Regions from separate parts of the Mus musculus genome. Here region 2 is linked to region 1. A link is a contact called in public promoter capture Hi-C data. All regions are on one chromosome and are shown on one strand. The core of a region is the stretch at or near the end of the contact, and the rest is flanking DNA. Distances in the headings are between cores, read along the strand shown.

Evidence for each region. Promoter capture Hi-C pulls out the DNA fragments that hold promoters and counts their contacts.
Region 2: a promoter capture Hi-C map of liver shows a contact between it and region 1, with 4 times the contacts expected there. The contact joins the enhancer-like site here to the promoter of Mir670hg in region 1. A contact is called at or near these places in 16 of 39 promoter capture datasets (the 3T3-L1 cell line, 3T3-L1-derived adipocytes, the C10 cell line and 11 more), 1 of 15 datasets of contacts at CTCF or cohesin (the G1E-ER4 cell line), 19 of 484 Hi-C or Micro-C datasets (the BV-2 cell line, ECoMG myeloid progenitors, ECoMG-derived neutrophils and 15 more), 20 of 115 datasets of contacts at active chromatin or transcription factors (CD8 T cells, the NIH/3T3 cell line, bone marrow-derived dendritic cells and 14 more) and 1 of 9 other capture datasets (adipose tissue).

Annotation. Positions count from the first base shown.
Region 1 is chr2:94,263,576-94,267,130 of GRCm38.p6, forward strand. It overlaps Mir670hg (a long non-coding RNA gene), which reads right to left and starts at 1,528. Exons shown (of 8, transcript XR_003953878.1): 1 at 947-1,528.
Region 2 is chr2:94,057,635-94,061,189 of GRCm38.p6, forward strand. The region is part of intron 6 of Hsd17b12 (hydroxysteroid (17-beta) dehydrogenase 12); the gene reads right to left. Among named protein-coding and RNA genes, the nearest start is that of Alkbh3, 49 kb to the left of the region's middle. Within about 2 kb of position 1,772, at least 6 of the 459 cell types and tissues checked have an H3K27ac peak or open chromatin away from gene starts, as enhancers often do. A contact at or near this core is called in liver, where this site is marked.

The sequences.
Region 1 (3,555 bases), core at 278-2,777:
CGCTTCCCTAGCTCAAGCTTGCCCACATCAGCGCTCCTCCACTCCCACCCCATTCCCCACCCCCACTCCAGTGCCAGGGAGGCCAACTTTGCAGCTTCACAGACGGCTCCTGTGAGCATCTATCCTTTCCCTCCCTCGCTGCCGCCCCCGCGATTTCGCCCTTCACCCTGCGGGGGCCTGCCTCTCTTCCTGCAGCAAAGTTTGCCAGGCGCCTTTCCAGGCGGTTTTCCTCCACACAACCAGCCTTACGAAATTGTGCATAAAGATTTCCCTCTACAGGTGGTTGTGAGCTGCAGCAGTTTTTTTTTTTTTTTTTCCCCTCTTGCAATGGAAACATTTTTTTTTTCTATTTCACCTACTAATCTTTTTTTTAAAATCATTTTTGCTTACACCTATTAAAGACAGCATTTTTTTTCCAGACTCTGCGAGGAGAGATTAATTTCTCTATTAAGGAAACATTGCCACATCCCTCACCAGCATGCTCCAACTCTCTTTAGCTCCCTCTGCTCCCCTCACTTTGTTCTGACTTCATGAAACCTTTTTGGAACTAGCTTTTCATGTGCAGAATCATTACAAGAATAATGAAGACATTTAGTGAATGAGAATCAGCCCCAAGTCTGGCAAACTAGAAGGTTCAGTTGCCCACTAGAGAAGTCCCCTCCCCTCTGCCACCCCCAACCCCACAACACAGCATCTTTTCCCCCTGTTCAACACCACAGGACTGTCTCCCGATTGCCATGCCTCTTGCAAGAACCACACATACAAGACCCTAACTAAGCCTGCTCACGAAGTCTAGGCAATTTGTACAGATATTGTTCAATGAAAAAAAAAAAAAAACAGACAGTAATCACGGACAGTCATAAAGAGCTGCTCTTCCGAACATTCACCAACTGACATCATAAACTTTGCCAAAGCCAAACATAAGGCACTGCATGGTATAACCTACCTTGGCGTGCTCCTTCACTTTTTATGCAAATGTTTTCCCCTCCACGCTTTACACAGATTTCTAGGGAAATTTGGAAGGGCTGGTGAGGGGGTGGGAGAGGGGAGGGGATGAGGGTAATATAAATAAGGAAGCATTTTAAATGCACCACGCAAAGAGCTCCGGATTTCACGTCGTGTCTGCACTCTTCCCGGAGCAAAGCAAAACAGTTCTCCTTCAGTGCCAGACTTGTAGGGAGAGGGAGAAGAGAGCGGGAGGGGGAGAGAGGGAGGGGAGAGAGGGAGAGAAGAGAAAGAAAGGGTAGGGGAGATGCTGAAAAAGGGAGGGGAGGGAAGAAGGGAGGGGGGAGAGAGAAGGAGGGAGGAGAGGGGAGGAGAGCAGCCAGAGGGAAAGAGAAGAGAGGAGGCAGCCCCCTCCCACACTCCCACCCCCTCACATTCGGGCGCCTCCTGAGTAACTGATCAGAACACAGAATTCATCACCCACGTTCGAAAACCCCCGACCAGGGACTAAGTCTCAATGCACACACATTGGGGTCTATTTATAGACACACCCTAATGATATGCGTTGCTTTCTGAGTGTAAATGTGTGTGCACGCTGCCCGAATTACATATGATTCCTTTGAAAGGTATGATTTTTTTTTTTAAATACTGCAGTGCGACTGCTTCTGTTTAGCTTTCCTTTGAGTCAGGAAAATATGCATCAATTTTGAAGAGACTCTGGAAAAATGATGGGGGTCTCGGTGTTTACAAAACCCTGGCTCCCCCCGGTCCCCTGCAAAGCTGGGATATTTGCAGAGTTGGGGCTGTTTGGAAAGGCTCCAGCCCTGGCTCGGTGTAGCACGCCCAGTTCCAGCAGCGTGTGCTATTGACCTGCATTGACGTCAGTGCGTCATTAGGTCTCCCTTAGAAACACTGACTTTCAAAAATAGTATCAAATTAATTCAGCTGGAGCCTGGTGAAGAAAGGCTACTAGCTAGAATCAGCCATAAAACTCCAGAATTTTCAGCCCTAGATCTCTTCTTCTTTGCTAGGAGCCAAATAGAATCAGATTGTATGGAAATTGCTATCGATGGGATTTTTTTTTTTTCCTTAAGAAAGGGGACCAAATTAGATTGCAAAACCAGAAGTGCTTCTTCTTTTTTTTCCCTCTCTCTCGCCCCACCCCCTCTCTTTTTTTCCCCCTGGTCTAAAAATAGCTCCCTGCCTGAGCTGACTGCAGTATCTTTTGTGTTGCAGCCCTGTTTTTTTTTTTTTTTTCCTCCAGTCTGGACCCTGTGAACAGTGGCACACAGTATATACATTGGTCTATTGTTGTTTGCAATGTCAGGAATTCATTTTAATAAAACAGGTGTGTCTTAGGATGGTGAGGGGCGTTGTGAGGGAGGGAGCTCCACGGGAGAGACTCCTGCCATTCATAGCTGTTTCCTTCTTCCAATTCATTTTTTTTCCCAAAGACACAATTCCCACCCCACGTGTCTCACGTGGCCTCTGACCAGCACATGCAACCCCCATTCATACAAACACAAAGTGCCAGCACATTCATGCTTTGTGGAGACAGTACATTCATAGACAAGGACTCTGGGCTATTCTTCCTCGTGTGGTTGCGTGGCAGAAAAGACACAGGATTCATGCCTCAAAATAGAAGGAGGTTTCATCCGAGGGGAACTTAAATACACAACCTGATGCCAAAATTGCATCATTAAAATTCTGCATTTATTAAGTATGTGCTTGCTGCCGAGGACACTTGTGTCCTTTACATAGCTAAACGTTGTAATTTCCGAAGGTCTCTTTTGCATCCAGACGTTTCATATGTACCTGTGACTTCTTTACGGGACCACCGAGCACCTTCACCACAGATATATCATCTTCAGATTTTTTTGGGGGGGGGTTTGTGGCTTTTCATTTTCGGAGGAGGGATTTAATACTCATCTGGTGGTCTTCATTTCTTGCAAAGTTGTTGCACCTTGGCCCCTCCTCCTAGCCCACCCCCCTCAAATAGGCTACGCTTGTGCCTCTAGATGATGAAAGATTTTGGTTTCCCTGACCCATTTAGTTGCTAGCGTCTGCCAGACTGTTAATGAGGAGACTAATTATGACCATTGTGTGCAGGGGTGCTCACAGAGACCAAAGGCCTTAGGCAGAGGAGGAGAGCCCAAAGTATGTTTAAATCATATGACTTAAAATTAAGAGGACCTCCCTTAATTTTTAAACGTATTCATCAGGTCTGATTTACAATTCTCAATTGATCTCCTCTCAATCAGTTTTGCTCATCACTATATCCCAAAATGAGGAAGTTATTCCTTCCTGGAGAGCTGGTTTGGGAAGAAAAGTGCATCAGGCACAGACCTCAGCAGGTCAGACAAGAACAGAATCTGCCTAATTCTCTCCTGCCAGGCTAGTAGGTTCAGGGGGTACAGGTGAGAGAAAACCCTACCTAGCGACTGCCCACCTGCCCACCTGCCCCTTGCTAAGCCCCGAGAAAGGACATCAGGGACTAGACAGGCGACTGTGAGGCTAGAGTTTATCTAAGGACAATTCCTAGTGGCCAGAGGAGCCTTCAACTGATGACAAACATGCTGCCTGTTTCCCCTTCTCAGGGACTTCTGGGAG
Region 2 (3,555 bases), core at 522-3,021, 210 kb before region 1:
ATTAAATCATTAAAAATAGACTTCCTGGCCTAGAAAATACTTGAAAATGTATTAAAATGTAGCCATCTGTTGCCAGGATTACACAGAATTTATTTTCTTCTTAGTGCTCATATAGTTTTCAAATATCTTTGGCAACAATCTTGCAATGCTTTTATAATTAGTAAAGCCCTTACAAACTTATTTCTTTAAAAAACAAAAACAAAAAAACAAAACCAGAAACAGAAACAAAACTGTCAAAGCCTACTCTGGGTATCTCTACTTCTGCAGTGGCAGTCACTGCTGACAGAAGGAACCCAGGTACCTATCTAGGTGTTTCTACTCTTTGGTATGAAAATTGATATAACACACATTACTTTATCACATAACTTCTGGTACTTGGTCATCTGTTCCAACACTGCTATAATGCTCTAAGGCTCTAGTGAAAAGAGCCAGACAAGGCTCTGCATTCCTTTAGTCACAGTACTCAGTTAGGAGTTAGGAGGATTATGAGTTCGATGGTCCACACCAGGTTCCATGCCAGCCCAAACTATATAACAAGGACTTATCTCAAGAAAATGATGAATCAGTCAAACTTAAGATACTTGATTCAATAAGATCTGTGTCACTACTATTTGTGACTAGCGAAGTAAACAGAACAAGCCACCCCAGAATCTAGGCTCAGCTTCCAGAAACCAGGTTTTTCATGAGCAATGTCAGAATATCTCTTATGGCCAATAGGTTCACCTTTGCCCTAATTCAGACCTCAAAGAAACATACTGAAATCAATCAAGTCTAGATTTAGGCAACTGAGAAGTGGAGCCAATATAGTTTAGAAGGAACCAGTTTCTTACAAAATCTGAAACATGAAAATCTGAAACAAGTGTTCAACTGAAATAAAGACATCTTAAAATCAATCATAGTATAGATGTGAAAAGTAACAATAATGTTCTACAATGGCCTCTCCCCCATCTTTTGAGAAACTACTGGAAGCCACACCAGAATGACACAGCACACACTTCCTTTGGCAAACAGTATAATTTGAGCTGCAAGGAGGTGAGGAAGTGAGAACATAGCTTAATTAGAAGTTCTTAGAATCTCACCTGTATAGCTAACAGTATTTATTGCACAAGGGTGGAAAACTTAATTAGACATAGTTTTGAGAGCTCTGAGATCTTACAATGTTATTTGACTTTGCCTTTTCATGGTGCTTAGGTCATTGAGGAAGTTCAAGAGTTCTTTTAGATTGGAATGTTGCCCCAGGCCACAAATAAAGCTTTTCCTTGTCCAATACATTCTACTTTGATCCATATTAAAATAATATAATGAAAAGAAAAAACTTTCTAGAACACAGAAATTAACGATGCCAAACCTAAGCCCCTGATTTATACATTCCAAGCAAAGATTATTAAGAGGAATGAACAGAGTATCATCCGGTGTTTCCATGGTACAATGTTTGAGTATTTCAAGTGCTCCTATTATCTTTTCCCCCTAAAACAAAGTGACAATTCCTTAAAAGTGACAGATGTTGAAAAGAGAAAACAATTCCTAAAGATCAAGTCCCTGTCATGTTTTCACACATATGAAAGACATTTTCCTATAAACTAGGTTCACTATGAGCTAAAAAGAACCCCAAACCCAATCAACAAGGGTGTCTTTATTTTCAGAAGAAGGCGTGGAAGAAGTGCTGGCCCGTGTTTGGAAATAGTTTGCCTCTGCTGGGTCTGAGGCAGCCTGCTATTGCCATCCCTAAGGGCTGAATGTACTGCATACTTGAAAAGCTTTAGTAGCAGGCGACAACATGTACTGGTAGTCCTAGTTTCAAAATGAACTGACTAAATATTAACTTCGAATATTCTCACCCAGAAAAGCAGTAGATGGGCAAATCGGTGTTGAAGGACACATCCTACTTGGGATTTCTTAGTTTCCTGAAGTTAACTTAAATTGTGGAAGCAGAATATGAGGATACCTTTCTAGCAAGTTCCTAAATTAAATACAATTAAACTGAGGAACAAAACTCTCCCCGTAGATTTCCAAGCTAACACAAGGCTCCCCCTGCTGGTACCGTGTCACCTGCCAGAGGCATATCCATGCAAGAAAGAGAAAATGAATGCTTTGGTACTTTCTACCTGTTGACTATTCATCCAAACATTCACACCGTGGGCATGGCACAGCATTAAGCACTTTTGCTAACCACCTACAATGAAGGCACAGTGATACAGAAGGAGAAAACTTGGCTTTTTAAAAGTATGCAATAAGTGCTTTGAGGGTAGCAGGCAGATCAAGCAATATTGTTTTGACAGCACTCATCTAAAAAAGAGAGCCATCTCTCAAGGTTCTATGTGGATTTCAGAGAATACCGAGAATGGGAGATGATCTGAATGCTTGTGCCCCACAAAGCTCATAGGTGGAAACCCCAATAGCACACTAAAGGTGGAGACGTTGGGAGATGATCAATGACCCCACAAGGACAGGGATCTGATAAAGCTGTTCATTCCCCTTCACCATGTGAAGAAACACTGCAGGCACCAGGCACCAGCTATGAGGACAGCCCCCTGGATCCTGAACTCTTCATCCTCCCACACTGAGAGAGATGCTTGTTGGTTCTTTATATCCGACAGTCCGAGGTACTTTTGTCACATTAGCTGCAAATGGACTGAGACACAGGAGGCTGACTTGGTCCAAACCAATCCAATCTTTCAAGCTCACTAAGTTCAAGTAGACCAAAGACTTGGAATCACCTGGTGAGGAACTCACACTCAGATATCTAGAAGCACTGCTCAAACAGCAGAGAGCAGCAGGGGCTAGAGAGCCCAGGCTCACATACTCAGCTGCTTTTCAGTTCCTTAGGTCTGTATCACATGATTTTCAGATTTTTCCCAAGAGAAGCTATAAATCTGAATGTGAAACTTTCATCTTTTAAAAACAGAACTGACCAACACAAGCTGGTAGTCCTTATCCAGCCACAGATCTGTAACTTCTGACCTAAGGAATTCTCCCAATTTACTTCAACTAATCCACATTTACCATTGTAGGGCCACACTTAGAATCACTGTGATTTTAAAGAACGACAAGTTTTAATTTTTAAAATGCATTCATCTGTTTGTAGAAAAGCCATCAGTGTGCACTTGGGATAAGGCAGGGGACAAGTGTCAACATTCATGGTGCCCACTCTGTGTAGACAGTTCTACACTAAGAACTGCAAAGTGAAGGGAAGCCATGTAATATGCCATGGGCCCACAGGATTCCAAGCCTGATCTACTCTAAGACTAGATTTCTAGTCATGCATGAAGTTTGGCACATGGGAAAAAAAAAGTCCAAGCCACTGGACAAGATTCAAAAGTGAAGCAACCAGGGCTGGAGAGAGGCTCTCAGTGAATAAGACCACTTACCACTCTTGCAGAAGATGTAGGTCTAGTTCCTAGCATCCACATGGTTGGTTGCTTACAACCATCCATAATTTCAGTGCGAGGGGATCTGATACCCTCTTCCAGCCTCTGTTGGTTACTGCACTCATAAGGTACACATACACTCATGAGGTACATGTGCAGAGACACAAACATACATACACACACACAC